Linked DNA regions of Macaca mulatta: region 2 is linked to region 1. Evidence: chromatin contacts called from public Micro-C data. All regions are on one chromosome and are shown on one strand. The core of a region is the stretch at or near the end of the contact, and the rest is flanking DNA. Distances in the headings are between cores, read along the strand shown. Region 1 holds the start of GUF1 (GTP binding elongation factor GUF1). Region 2 holds the start of GNPDA2 (glucosamine-6-phosphate deaminase 2).

The links. Hi-C and Micro-C count contacts between places; a contact is called where the count stands out from the background.
Region 2: a Micro-C map of CD4 T cells shows a contact between it and region 1, with 7 times the contacts expected there. The contact joins the promoter of GNPDA2 here to the promoter of GUF1 in region 1. A contact is called at or near these places in 2 of 14 Hi-C or Micro-C datasets (CD4 T cells and cortical neurons).

The regions. Positions count from the first base shown.
Region 1 is chr5:44,031,152-44,037,242 of T2T-MMU8v2.0, reverse strand. GUF1 (GTP binding elongation factor GUF1) reads right to left here and starts at 3,235. Exons shown (of 15, transcript XM_078002617.1): 1 at 2,907-3,235; 2 at 1,149-1,260; 3 at 860-1,008. The coding sequence starts at 3,053. It overlaps YIPF7 (Yip1 domain family member 7), which reads left to right and starts at 3,283. Exons shown (of 6, transcript XM_078002618.1): 1 at 3,283-3,324.
Region 2 is chr5:44,078,361-44,084,276 of T2T-MMU8v2.0, reverse strand. GNPDA2 (glucosamine-6-phosphate deaminase 2) reads left to right here and starts at 2,212. Exons shown (of 7, transcript NM_001194875.2): 1 at 2,212-2,328.

The sequences.
Region 1 (6,091 bases), core at 1,986-4,485:
ACTTTAGTATATTCACAGCTCTTATATGGTCATCTGCTGAAGGTCTTTATGGTTTACACCACAAAAGAGCTTAGTAATGTTACTGATTTTTTAAAAACCTAATACTTCCCAAATTATTGCCTTAAAATCACCTAAAATGATCTGAAACTAATGATTTATTCTCAAGATCTGCTAAAAAATGGATATAGAAACCTCAGATTAAGAAATGCGAAAGTTGGTGGAGTTTTTTGTAAGATGCATTGATAACATGATGTCACACTTCAAAAAAAATACAACAATCTTTTGAACAATTCCAATTTAAAAACTAGTCAATTCCAGAGAATGCTTTAGTGTAATAATATTTCAAGTTAATAGGATGAAACCATATGATTTTCAATAAGTAATAAATCTATTTTTCAAACACAAAAATTCTATTTCCAAAACACATTTTAAAGAAAAACTCTTGAAACAACCAAACAGTCATGTCATATCACATGTCACATCATGCAAAATGAAAAATGCCTACCTCATTTGCATCAACCACAAGTAAAACACCCTGGCAAGCAGAAAGTGACCTGGATACTTCATAACTAAAATCAACATGGCCCTGAGAAACAAAAATATTGATACCTGTAAATCTGAGGTAGTTTTTAGGAAAGGGCATTATGTCAAATTTATTGACTTGATAAAAGTTGTAAATACTCGTTTCTTTTTTGTACTCTACACTTTTGAAACAACTGACACTAACACAAGAACACTGAGAAAACAAAAAGCAAAGGCAGATGTTTAATATTCAGTTCAAAAATTAAACAAGGATCTGTCTGCACTACTGACACAATGTTGACTTTAATAATACACGCAAAATTAATATTAAACTTACCGGTGTATCAATGAGATTTAAAAGGTACTGCTTTCCTTCACAATTGTAAAAAAGAGATGCTGTCTGTGCTTTAACAGTGATTCCTCTTTCTCGTTCCACTTGCAATTTATCAAGAACCTGCTTATTATTCTTTGTTTTATCAATTGTCCCTATAAACAGAAACACTTACTGATATTTCTCTGGGCTTTAAAAAAAGAGAGACTATTACGTATAAAATTAAAATTTAAGAGTAAAAGTAATTCTCAATAACTCGCACCCATCAGTTAAGTATGCAATATAAATGAAATACCTGTAAGTTCTAGGAGCCTGTCAGCTAAAGTACTTTTGCCATGATCCACATGTGCAACGATACTGAAATTTCTAATATTTTCAACAGGAAACCTAGACATGTCAAGTTTTTCCTAGAAAGGGGAAATACCACATTTAAGAGTATAAATTTTGCATACTATCAAACAAGTATAACAATTCAAAGAATATTCTTTTAATCGTTGAACAATATCATTTCTAGCATTTATATTGTTTATATTATTATTCTAAGAATAAAGACATATGGTTAAGTTCATATTACAAGGAACATCAGTTTAATAGTCAAAGGTAACTATACAGCTAAATAATAATCCCTTAACATTTCTACACCATTTTTAGGGCCAACCAGGAACTGAATTTATTATCGTGAATGAACTTAAGATACCTAGAACTTCTAAAGACCTGAGAATACCTTGTCCAGTAACTTTTGAGGCAACGGAGCTACAGAAAAGCTGAAAGAAATCTTCTGCTCCTATCACACATTTAACCAGGAATCAGATTTATTTAAAAATCTGTGTTTCTAACTGAGCCTCAAAATTTTATTTTAGATACAATTTTGCTACTTTACAGCTTCTCTGGTGAGAAAGAAAAACAGATGACATCCAACAAAAGACTTTCACTTAAAACTTAAAAATATTTTTAAATGGAACTCCTGGTTTTACGTGTACACATCTTTAACGTTTTTACTAAAACACATCACAAACTGCTAGAAATTGTTATCAAGCAAAATATACCAGTTTTTTGTACTCTAAACATTTCTTTCCAATCAACTCTATATTTCACAATCATCAAAACCATAAAATTAAAATGAAATATAAAATTCACAAGAGCTTTAAGTTTTTTTATAACAGCCCCATATAAGACAGATAATAAAAGCACAATTATAGCTGAAAGTCTGCCCCCCCACCAAAAAAAGACCAATTCTGATGTTTGCCCTGTAGATTTTCTTTCCCTTCAGTTCAAAAGGTAGAGAATTGCACCATCTTTAAAACCGTGAATTGCAATATAAATCCATTTTTGAAACCACAGCCATATTAGGGCCAAAGTTGATTAATTGTAAGGTTTTGTCTTTCTGCCTACTTATAGCTTGCCTTCAGTCACCTCACTTTTCTGCCTAAACTGTATCCATTCACAATTATCAGAGTTGTTGAACCTCCCACCCTCTCCCACCAGAGTCAAAAGTACACAGGTTTGCTCTGGCTGAGGTAGAAGGAAATAATAAAACTACAAAGACAGACCGAGCACTTCCTGCATTCTAGGTATTAGTCTAAAAAAGTCCACTCCTCAAATCACACAAATCTCACCAATTAGCCAATGGATGTTTGATTAGTTCTGCATTCAACAAATGAAGCAGGAGAGTGACAAAGAAGTAACTTGCCCAGGCCACATAGCTAGTTAATTTGCAGGAAAATGGACGTTATATTAACATTTACTAGCAACTTTCTCAGCAGACTTTTTAGGAGAATAGATGAATACCCGCAAAGCACTTCGACCAGTGGCTCGCGTAAACAAATCAACATTTGACATTGCAAATGAGAAATCCTACGAAGTTAGTGACTTGCCCAAGGTCACACTAGTGAACGGTGGAGGGTCGGGAACCTGAGCCGTGCTCACACTCTGCTCTACCTCCCTGTAAGCAGGATTCAGAGCTAGTCCCAGAAAGTCCTACACATTTCCAAGATCGCATGGGGTACTCCAATGTTTTAAAACGTGGCTATATCAGATTCCAGGGGGCAGTCACCTTGAATTCTGCGGAGCTGTAGACCCTGCAGGTAGGCCAGGACTCTGGAGCAGCCCCAAAGGTCGGCGCGGGCCCAAGCGCGGCCCCAGGGGCCCACCGCGCGAGAGTGCGTGCGCACCCCCAGCCCCGACCCCCGAGGGTCCACATGACCCGGGCGATGGAGGCGTCAGGAGAGGGTACCGACAAGCAACAGTAACATAGCCCGTTTGTTTTCAAAGGTACCCCGGTAGGGTCCGGTGGACAGGACTCAAACAGACCCTGTGAAGCGAAGACAATAAACCCCGGGTAGTTCTGCCCAAGTACCAGCTCCGGAAGCACCCCGAAGGCGCGGCGCGGCGCGGCGCAGCTTGCTGACGCCTGCACGGCGCACGACGGCGTGACATCAGCGCGTCTTGGCGCCGGGCAGTGGAGTGGTCACGTGAGTGGGGGCTTTCAATTAACCCTAAAACGCAGTGTGCAGGCAGAGTATATATTAGCTTATATTGTCTGTTGAGTGCTGTGCCAATTCCTTTGCATTGTCTGTTTCTCACTACTGCCCTGTGTTGTGTGTTGTACTGTCAGTTCCCCCATACTACGTCAGGAAATCCGGACCGAGTGACTTGCCCAGGAGGTCGCAGTTGGGGAGCTGTCGAGCCTGGAGTGCCGCCCAGGCAGTCTGATTCCCCAACCGGGAGCGGAGGTCTTAGTCCAGGGATAAACGATGCTATTATTAGCACAACGTTGAGACTTAGCCTTCTACCTAGTGTCTAAATAATAATGGCACTTTTAAAATCTGAGGTCGAAATATATTCCCCATGTTGTCAGTGACTGAGCTAATCTTGAAGTGCATCTGAAAGGAAACGGGCCATAACATTGATTGTAATAGTGAAAGAAAAACTTTATCTGAATGACACAGTGTCCTTGATACCATGTCTATATCTCACCTAAATCTATCTTGGTGCCTCCACAGGTATTTGTCCCACACTTTAGAAAACCGCCGTATCTTATAAGGCTGATATTATAATATTTCCCAACCTACAAACGGAAAAACATATTTATTAGAAAAATGCTGAGCTCCACTGTGTCAGGTTATATACCAGCTCTGGAAACTCAAACAAATTAAGCAAAATGTCTAAAATTACATCATAGATCAATGCAAAAATTATTTGAATCCAAGTTTTTGGAAACTAAAGCTCATGTCTTGCAATATCTTTGACAGCGTAAGTTTATTATTCAACTTGAGAAGAAACAGGAGGTATCTTTTCTGGGCTTTGAAGGATAGGCAGTTTTTTGTTTTTACCCAAGGAGATAAATGGAACTTAAGCAGAGGAATAATCAACAGCATAACACATTTTTCTCAGTTCCCAGTACTATTCGACATACTTTGTATCAATTCTTTTGATCTTCACAGAGCCCTCTATTGCTGGCCCTTTTAATATCTGTTTTATAGATTTTCAAGAAAAATGTGGCCCACGCTTTTTAAATAACTGCCTAGAGTCACAGTTAGTGATGAACCGGGGCTGTGAGTCCACACAGTCTGTCTCTAGAGCCTGCACCCTTAACCACTCCATTAAACTTGGCTCAGCTGAGCAAGGATACAAATGAGGAAAAAAACACAATATATTGGGTTAATAGTCAGTAGAGAACACGGCCAACATTCAGGACAGTGGCATTTTATTTGAAGCAAGGATTTCTGAAGAGCTCAAATAATTTACAAACTCATAAATCAAGACTCAGTTTCTCTGTAAGAATAAATATATAATATGGAGATTGCACTCCTATATAGTACATTAATCCACAACTATTGTATGGTTTCTATATTTGTAAATATACTGAAGGGAATATGAGTTTGCTAGGGTTTCCATGACAAAATACCACAGATTGACTTGGTGGTTTAAACAATAGACATTTATTTTCTCACAATTCTGGAGGCTTAAGAGTTTGAGATCAATATATCAGCACAGCTGGTTTCTTCTGAGACCTCTCTGTTTGGCTTGTAGATCAGTACCTTCTGTTTTCTTACAGGGTCTTCCCTCTATACATGTCTGTTTCCTAATTTTCTTACCAGAAATAAGTGAAAGAAAAACTTTATCTGAATGACACAGTGTCCTTCATACCATGTCTATATCTCACCTAAATCTGTCTTGGTGCCTCCACAGGTATTTGTCCCACACTTTAGAAAACCGCAGTATCTTATAAGGCTGACATTTCTGATATTTTTCTTATCAGAAAATTATATGCTTTCTTTAGAGCATAATCACACAATATTTAAAAAGGTTCTCTAGTATTGCTGTTAGGCTGCTAAAATAGTGCCACCGTGTGTCTGCAGTATAAAATACATCTTTCAGTTCATTTTTGAGTCATCTTTGATTTGGGCCGATCCTAATAATTTTAAATTAATTTTCTCATTAAAGACCCTATCTTTAAATACAGTCACATTCTGAGATACTGGGGGTTTGAACATCAACATATGAACATGGACGTGTTGACACAATTCAGCCTAAAACAAAGGAGTAATAAAAACAATCTATAAATAACTATCACCTCTAAATTCTTTTTCAAAGTTAATGATATTGTGGAGCATTTTTAGCACTAACAATACCATTAATAAATGATTAAAGTAGTATCACATTAGCCATTTAAAGCACTTGCAGAATTTTAGCGCATAATCACACAATATTAACAAAGGTTCTCTAGTATTGCTGTTAGGCTGCTAAAATGGTGCCACCGTGTGTCTGCAGTATAAAATACATCTTTCAGTTCATTTTTGAAGCCCATTTTTAAATTATTCTGAGTTTTTTAGACTTTTATATTTTTTCAAATTTTGAACATAAAAATTGGATCTTTACCAATATTTTCATATCACACAATAGAAAGTGTATGGGGTAGAGGAGGAATCACAGAAAGAAGAGTTTGTATCACTTTGTGAAGGGCTTTGAATGGGGACTTACTAGTTAGTATTTCACCATTAATCTATGCAGAAACCATTGTAAGGAAGGAAGTAACAGTTTTTTGCTCTAGGGGGCTTTCTCTAACAATGGTGTATAAAATGGATTGAAAAGAAGTCAAGTAAGGTCATGAGAATCAAAAGGAAAAGAGAGTATTTTATTTTAATAATCTAGGTAAGATACCATACAGTCCTGGGTGAATCAGTGGCAGAAAATGAAGAGATGATTAGTAGGCATTTTGGAGACAAAATTAACAAG
Region 2 (5,916 bases), core at 963-3,462, 48 kb before region 1:
ATTGGAGAGCTGTCCAAAACATTTCCTTTTTTATATCCTTATTCTATAAGTTTTTTTATTTTAAAATGTATTTTTAATTTTTTTTCCTGTTAAAATTTTTTTTGTTAAAATGAAGACACAAACACACACATTAGCCTACGCCTACACAAGGTCAGGATTATCAATATCCCTGTCTTTCACTTTCACATCTTATCCCACTGGAAGTTCATCGGGGCAATAATGCACATGTAGCTGTCATCTATAACAACAATGCCTTCTTCTGGAATATCTCCTGAAAGACCTCCTTGAGGCTGTTTTACAGTTAACTTTTAAAAATATAAATAGGGCTGGGCGCGGGCGCTCATGCCTATAATCCCAGCACTTTGGGAGGCTGAGGCAGGCAGATCACCAGGTCAGGAGTTCGAGACCAGAATGGCCAATAAGTGAAACCCCGTCTCTACTAAAACTAAAAAAAATTAGAGAGGCTTGGTGGCAGCCGCCTGTAATCCCAGCTACTCGGGAGGCTGAGGCAGGAGAATTGCTTGAACTCAGGAGGAGGAGGTTGCAGTGAGCTGAGATTGTGCCATTGCACTCCAGCCTGGGCGACAGTGCAAGACTCTGTCTCAAAATAAATAAATAAATAAATAAATACAGAATGAATACACTCTAAAATAATGATAAAAAGTATAATATAGCAAATACATATACTAGTAACATAGTCATTTATTATCAAGTATTATGTCCTGTACATAATTGTATGTGCTAGACTTTTATGAGACTGGAAGCACAGTAGGTTTACACCCATGTAGCCACAAACACGAGTGACGTTACTCTACAGCTTTACATTTACTACAATGTCCGTAGGTTTTCAGTTCCGTTATAATCTTACAGGACCATTGCTAAATATCCAGTCCATTCCTTACCTAAACTTCCTTATGCGGTACATATCTGTAATTCAAGACCGTCATTCAATCTCCACCTTTCTACAGCATTCTTTCTAAAACACATATGTTCTAGTCTCTTATCTCTAATTCATAAAGCTTAAGTGACTCCCTATTGCCTATAATACAAAGCCTAAATTCTTTGCACAGCCTACAAACTACTTCATCATTTTACCTCAATCTTTTTTGTAGAGACAGTGTCTGGCTATGTTGCCCAGACTGGTCTCCAACTCCTGGGCTCAATCCATCCACCCGCCATGGCCTCTAAAAGTGCTGGGATTACAGGTGTGAGCCACCGAACCTGGCCAAAAATCGCTTTTGCAAACTTACTCAAGGCTATAGTACTAACAAAGCTGTCTACTATCAGTATGTGAGCAATGTTGCTGTTTAAAGCTAAATCAACGAGAATGTAACATCCTGCTCTTAACTAAAGGATGCACGAGGAGTCATTTCATCCAAAGAAGCAGGCTGGATTTACAATCCAGGTGAAGAATTTCATATAACGAGTTGGAGGACACAGCGTTTTACAATTTTTTAACTTGTAGTTTCCACGGAAATAGAACCTTAAGTCGGCCAGGAGTCAAGATTGTATTGTTCCTAATAGAACTCTAAACAGTGTTCTTAATGGAACAGTGTTCCTGGTGGAATATGGTGAAGACACAACAACCTTTTCTCCTTTTGAATGATTGCTGCTTTCTTTACAATAATTTCCACAGCGCTACTTCCTTCCCACTCCTGTATAGACATCTGTGATACCCAGCTGAAAGCTGATTCCAGCTTCCTCTATCCCTTTCTTAGACTCATTCAGCAAAAGCCGGTACCCTATTATAGTCTCTGTTTTCTCTTACTGAGACGCTCCCGATTTCCCATGGTACTGTTTGCCCTTTTGCAAACTTGACTTTGATGAGTTTTTTGACACAAGACGCTTATCTGTCATTGCATTTGCAAATATGCATTCAATAACTTGGAGTAGAGAGAGAAATGTATTCATAAACGGCAAATGTTTTCATGTTGCCAAACAGCAACATAAGCAACAAAGTATGTATGAGCACTACGGTACTACATACGAAATCTCATAAGCCTAAAGAATCTACTGCAAATCCCTCTCTGAAAGATGGCGGGGGGAAAGTAGCGGTAAAGTGATGCCCTGGAAACTGCGATCATCCAAGCAGGAAGCGCGCCCCGCCGCACCGCACTCGGACCGACTTCCCAGAGTCTCAGCTCAGGGGCCCAAAAGGCAGCGCGCATGCGCAGCGCCTGCCGGCCGCGCCGCGGTTCCTTCCTGCGCCTTTATCTGCATCCGGGTCCGTGGGATTCGCGCTCCACTGGTCCGCCGGGGTCGCTCGCGGGTGGTTGGGCGTTGCTTGTTCCCGCTGTTCCAGCGTCGGAAGAGCCATTGGGTCTGCCGGTAAGCTTAGAGGCGGGGGGACGGGGGGAGCGCCTAGAAGGGGACTCGGGCCGGGGGACCCAACGGCGATTTCGCCTTGTGCGGGCTTTGTGCCGAGACGGGGACGCTGGGCCGGGCAGAATGGGGTCTCAGGAACCTCGAGGCTGGGGGCGCGTGGGGTCTCCCGTCCTGCCCCTCGCGGACCTGGTTGTCCTCTCAGGATTTGTATCTACGGGAGGAGGCGTCCCTGTCCTCTCCTCTCTCGCGGCTTCCTCCTGACACCTCTCCCTACACTTGTTAAAAATTCCTAACAGTCATCCTCATTTGCATTCGCTGTCGTTTGCCGAGTGAGGGCCAGGCAAAAGCGCGGCTGAGGGTATTTGCAGTCCCCGCCTCCCGGGCTGGAACCACAGCCTTCTCTACTGTCTCTCGTCCCTCCTCGGGTCGGTCCCACACGCGCGGCCAGGCCACCCTTACCCTTTGAGGTCAGGTCAGGTTGAGTAAGGAAAAGCTCGGAGCAGAGGTTCTGCAAGTGTAGATTCTGGTCCTGGCCCCGCCATTAACTAGTTGTGTAACTTCACAGGTGTGGAAGTTGCCATCCAGCTTTGAAGTTTTGCGATTTTATATTCAGCAGCCCTTTTTCCTAGCGATGCACATCCAAAATGAATCAGCACCTGAAGGAAGACGAGGGAAAGGGTGGTGCTCTGTTGTTTTTTGATGCTGTCTTGTCGTGATGCCAGGGAATTGCATAAGGCCATAGTAGTTTGGATCTCTGAGGATTGGCAAAAACTGGAAAAGTCAAATCTTAAAAACTTAAATAAATGTGAAGAAATTCTTCTTTCTTCTGGGTGAAGGGATTCATTTGGGACTTTTGGAGATGACTCTGCGCCCTCCAGAGAGTTTAATAAAACAAAAAGTTGCCTGTACCTTGGTCTGAGAGACTTGCTTGAACTTCGTTTCAGTGAGGTGTGTGGTGTTCTTAACAAATTTCACCTGATTATGAATATCACCTGTGATAATTTGCAAAAGCAGAGACTCCTTGAACTTCCAGATCTTTGAAACACTGTATCTAGGGAGAGGGACCTGCGAATCTATATTTTTAACTAGCATCCTAAGTGATTCTCAACCTATAAAACATCTGTGGCATATGGGTCTTTGAGTCCGATACACTCGGTTTTAAAGTCAGCTCACTGGGCCACTTTTTAACGTCAGCAATAAACTTCTTGGAGTTGCAGTTTTCTGTATCTGAAGAGTGAGAATAATAATTTCAATCTCAGAGACAATTAAGTGATTCTAAGCACTTTGACAATAGAGTTCTTAATCATTTTTGTGTCTACAGAACCTAGCAGTGCTTAGTATATAATAGGTCTTCAAATGTGTGTTGAACTGAGAAAAATAACATGCCCAGGACGCAGAAGACATTGGAAAGCTCTAATGCTTCTCGTCCTACTTACCTTACTTTTTTCCCCGCATTTTATTAACAATCAGCTTGCCATATATTCTTGTTAGAAGTAAATGTATCTTTTGATGGTCATGACAGCCAATAATTGTTTCTGATTCTTTGCTTTACGTCTAAAATTGTTTTTGACATTAGATTATGGATATATTTAAGTGGAGGCTGAGTCCATTTGTTGTACTGAATTTATGATTTACTATGTAATTTATTTTCTGTAAATAAATGTTATTGGGCCAGAATTCTAGATCATGGTGACCATAATATTTTGTTGTGTGTCGGAATTCGAAACTGTTATCTTCTTAAAGACATTTAGATTCCATACATTTATTTTAATAAGAACTTTAATCTCATTAATTTAGAAAATTTGACTTATTACTCTATGTAAAGTGTGTGGGTACAAAAGTCAGAAATGCCGAAACCATGTTATAAAAGGCTTCGTTCGTATTGGTGACTGATGCATTTAAATATGAAACTAAGAATTAAAAATCTAAGGATTATGGGAATTGTCATAGAATGTTGAGTAAATGTTATAAGGGGACGTTTATAAGCTATTGGTGGTAATGTCAGTTAGTTCAACTTCTGTAGAAAAGAATGTATGAAGATTTCTCAAAGAACTAAAAGTAGAACTACCATTTGGCAATCTCACTACTGGGTATGTACCCAAAGGAAAATAATTCATTATATCAAAAAGATAGCCACACTCATTTTTATCTCAGCACTATTGACAGCGAGGCAGTAGAATAGGGTCTGGAGGCGGGGAACTTAAGGCCAATTCGTGCTGACTTCCTAAAGCTGAATCAAGGGAAAACACCAAGGTCTAGGGGCAGGAAATCTAAGGCCAATTTGTGCTGACTTCCTGAAAGAGAAAACACCTGCGTCTGGGGGCAGGGAACCTAAAGCCAGTTAACCAATTAACGGAAACTTCCTAAAGCTAAACCAAAAGGAAAAAACCCATCTCCCCATACCCAAGTAGCAAAGGACCAAAGGCTACTCTCCCTACAATCGACTGCCTTCCACCACCTCTCAGGTGGAAGGAGAATGTGCCTTGGATTGGCCGTGGACTGAGCATGGGCCATGCCTTCATCTGCATAGGGAGCCAATTCACCTCAGCTTTTAATTAGCCACGGACCAAATCCTTCATGCAGATAAGGTGTAACCGATAAGGGACCTCAAAAGGAGTACTTAAAACCCAGAAAACTTTGTAACCGGACTCTTGAGCTGCTTGCTTGGGCCCACTCCCACCCCATGGAGTGCTTTTCTTGCTTCAGTATCCCTGCTTTCGCTGCTTCATTCCTGTGTTTCCTTCCTTTTGTGCAGTTCTTTGTTCAAAATACCAAGGAGTTGGACACCTTACGCTTATGGCCTTCCTTCCATTAACAACATTAGCAAAGATAAGAAATCAACCTGAGTGTCGATCAATGAATGATTGGATAAAGAAAATGTGGTATATATACACTGCGAAATTCAGCCGTTGAAAATGAAATCGTGTCCTTTGCAGTAACATGAGTGGAACTGGAGGCCATCCTCTTAAGTGAAACAACTCCAAAACAGAAAGAAAAATACCACATGTTCTCATTTATAAGTGGGAGTTAAATAATGTGTACACGTGGTTGATGGAAAGCAGACTGATAGACATTGGAGGCTCAGAAGGGTTGGGGAGTAGGAGTGGGTAGATGATGATAAATTGCTAGGATCAATGTACATTATTCAGGTGATAGACATATGAAAACCCCAGACCTAGTCACTAAACAATATATCCGTGTAACGAAATTGCATTTATACCCCTTAAATTTATACCATTTTTTTTAAAAAAGGAAAACAATATGTCTTACAGATATCAGAAACTGTGAGTTACTGTAAGAATGCTGATTTCCACATCTTTCATGGTATTAACCTACATTGTGTAAAATGGAATCGTGTAGCTTTTAAGTGACTGATCTCTTAATATACGTATAATTTTCTTTAGAACAATTTTTGAGGAACTAAAATTGCTTTCTGTGAAGAAATTTCTCCTCCAGAGATCAGTTTATTTAGTTCACTTTGTTTTCTTTTTCTTCTGTTGAATTCTCTTATTAAAAAGAACATGTCTAGTGTGATCCCATTGTTACTATTTGAATTCTGACCTTGTTGCTTACTACCTGTGTGACCTTAGT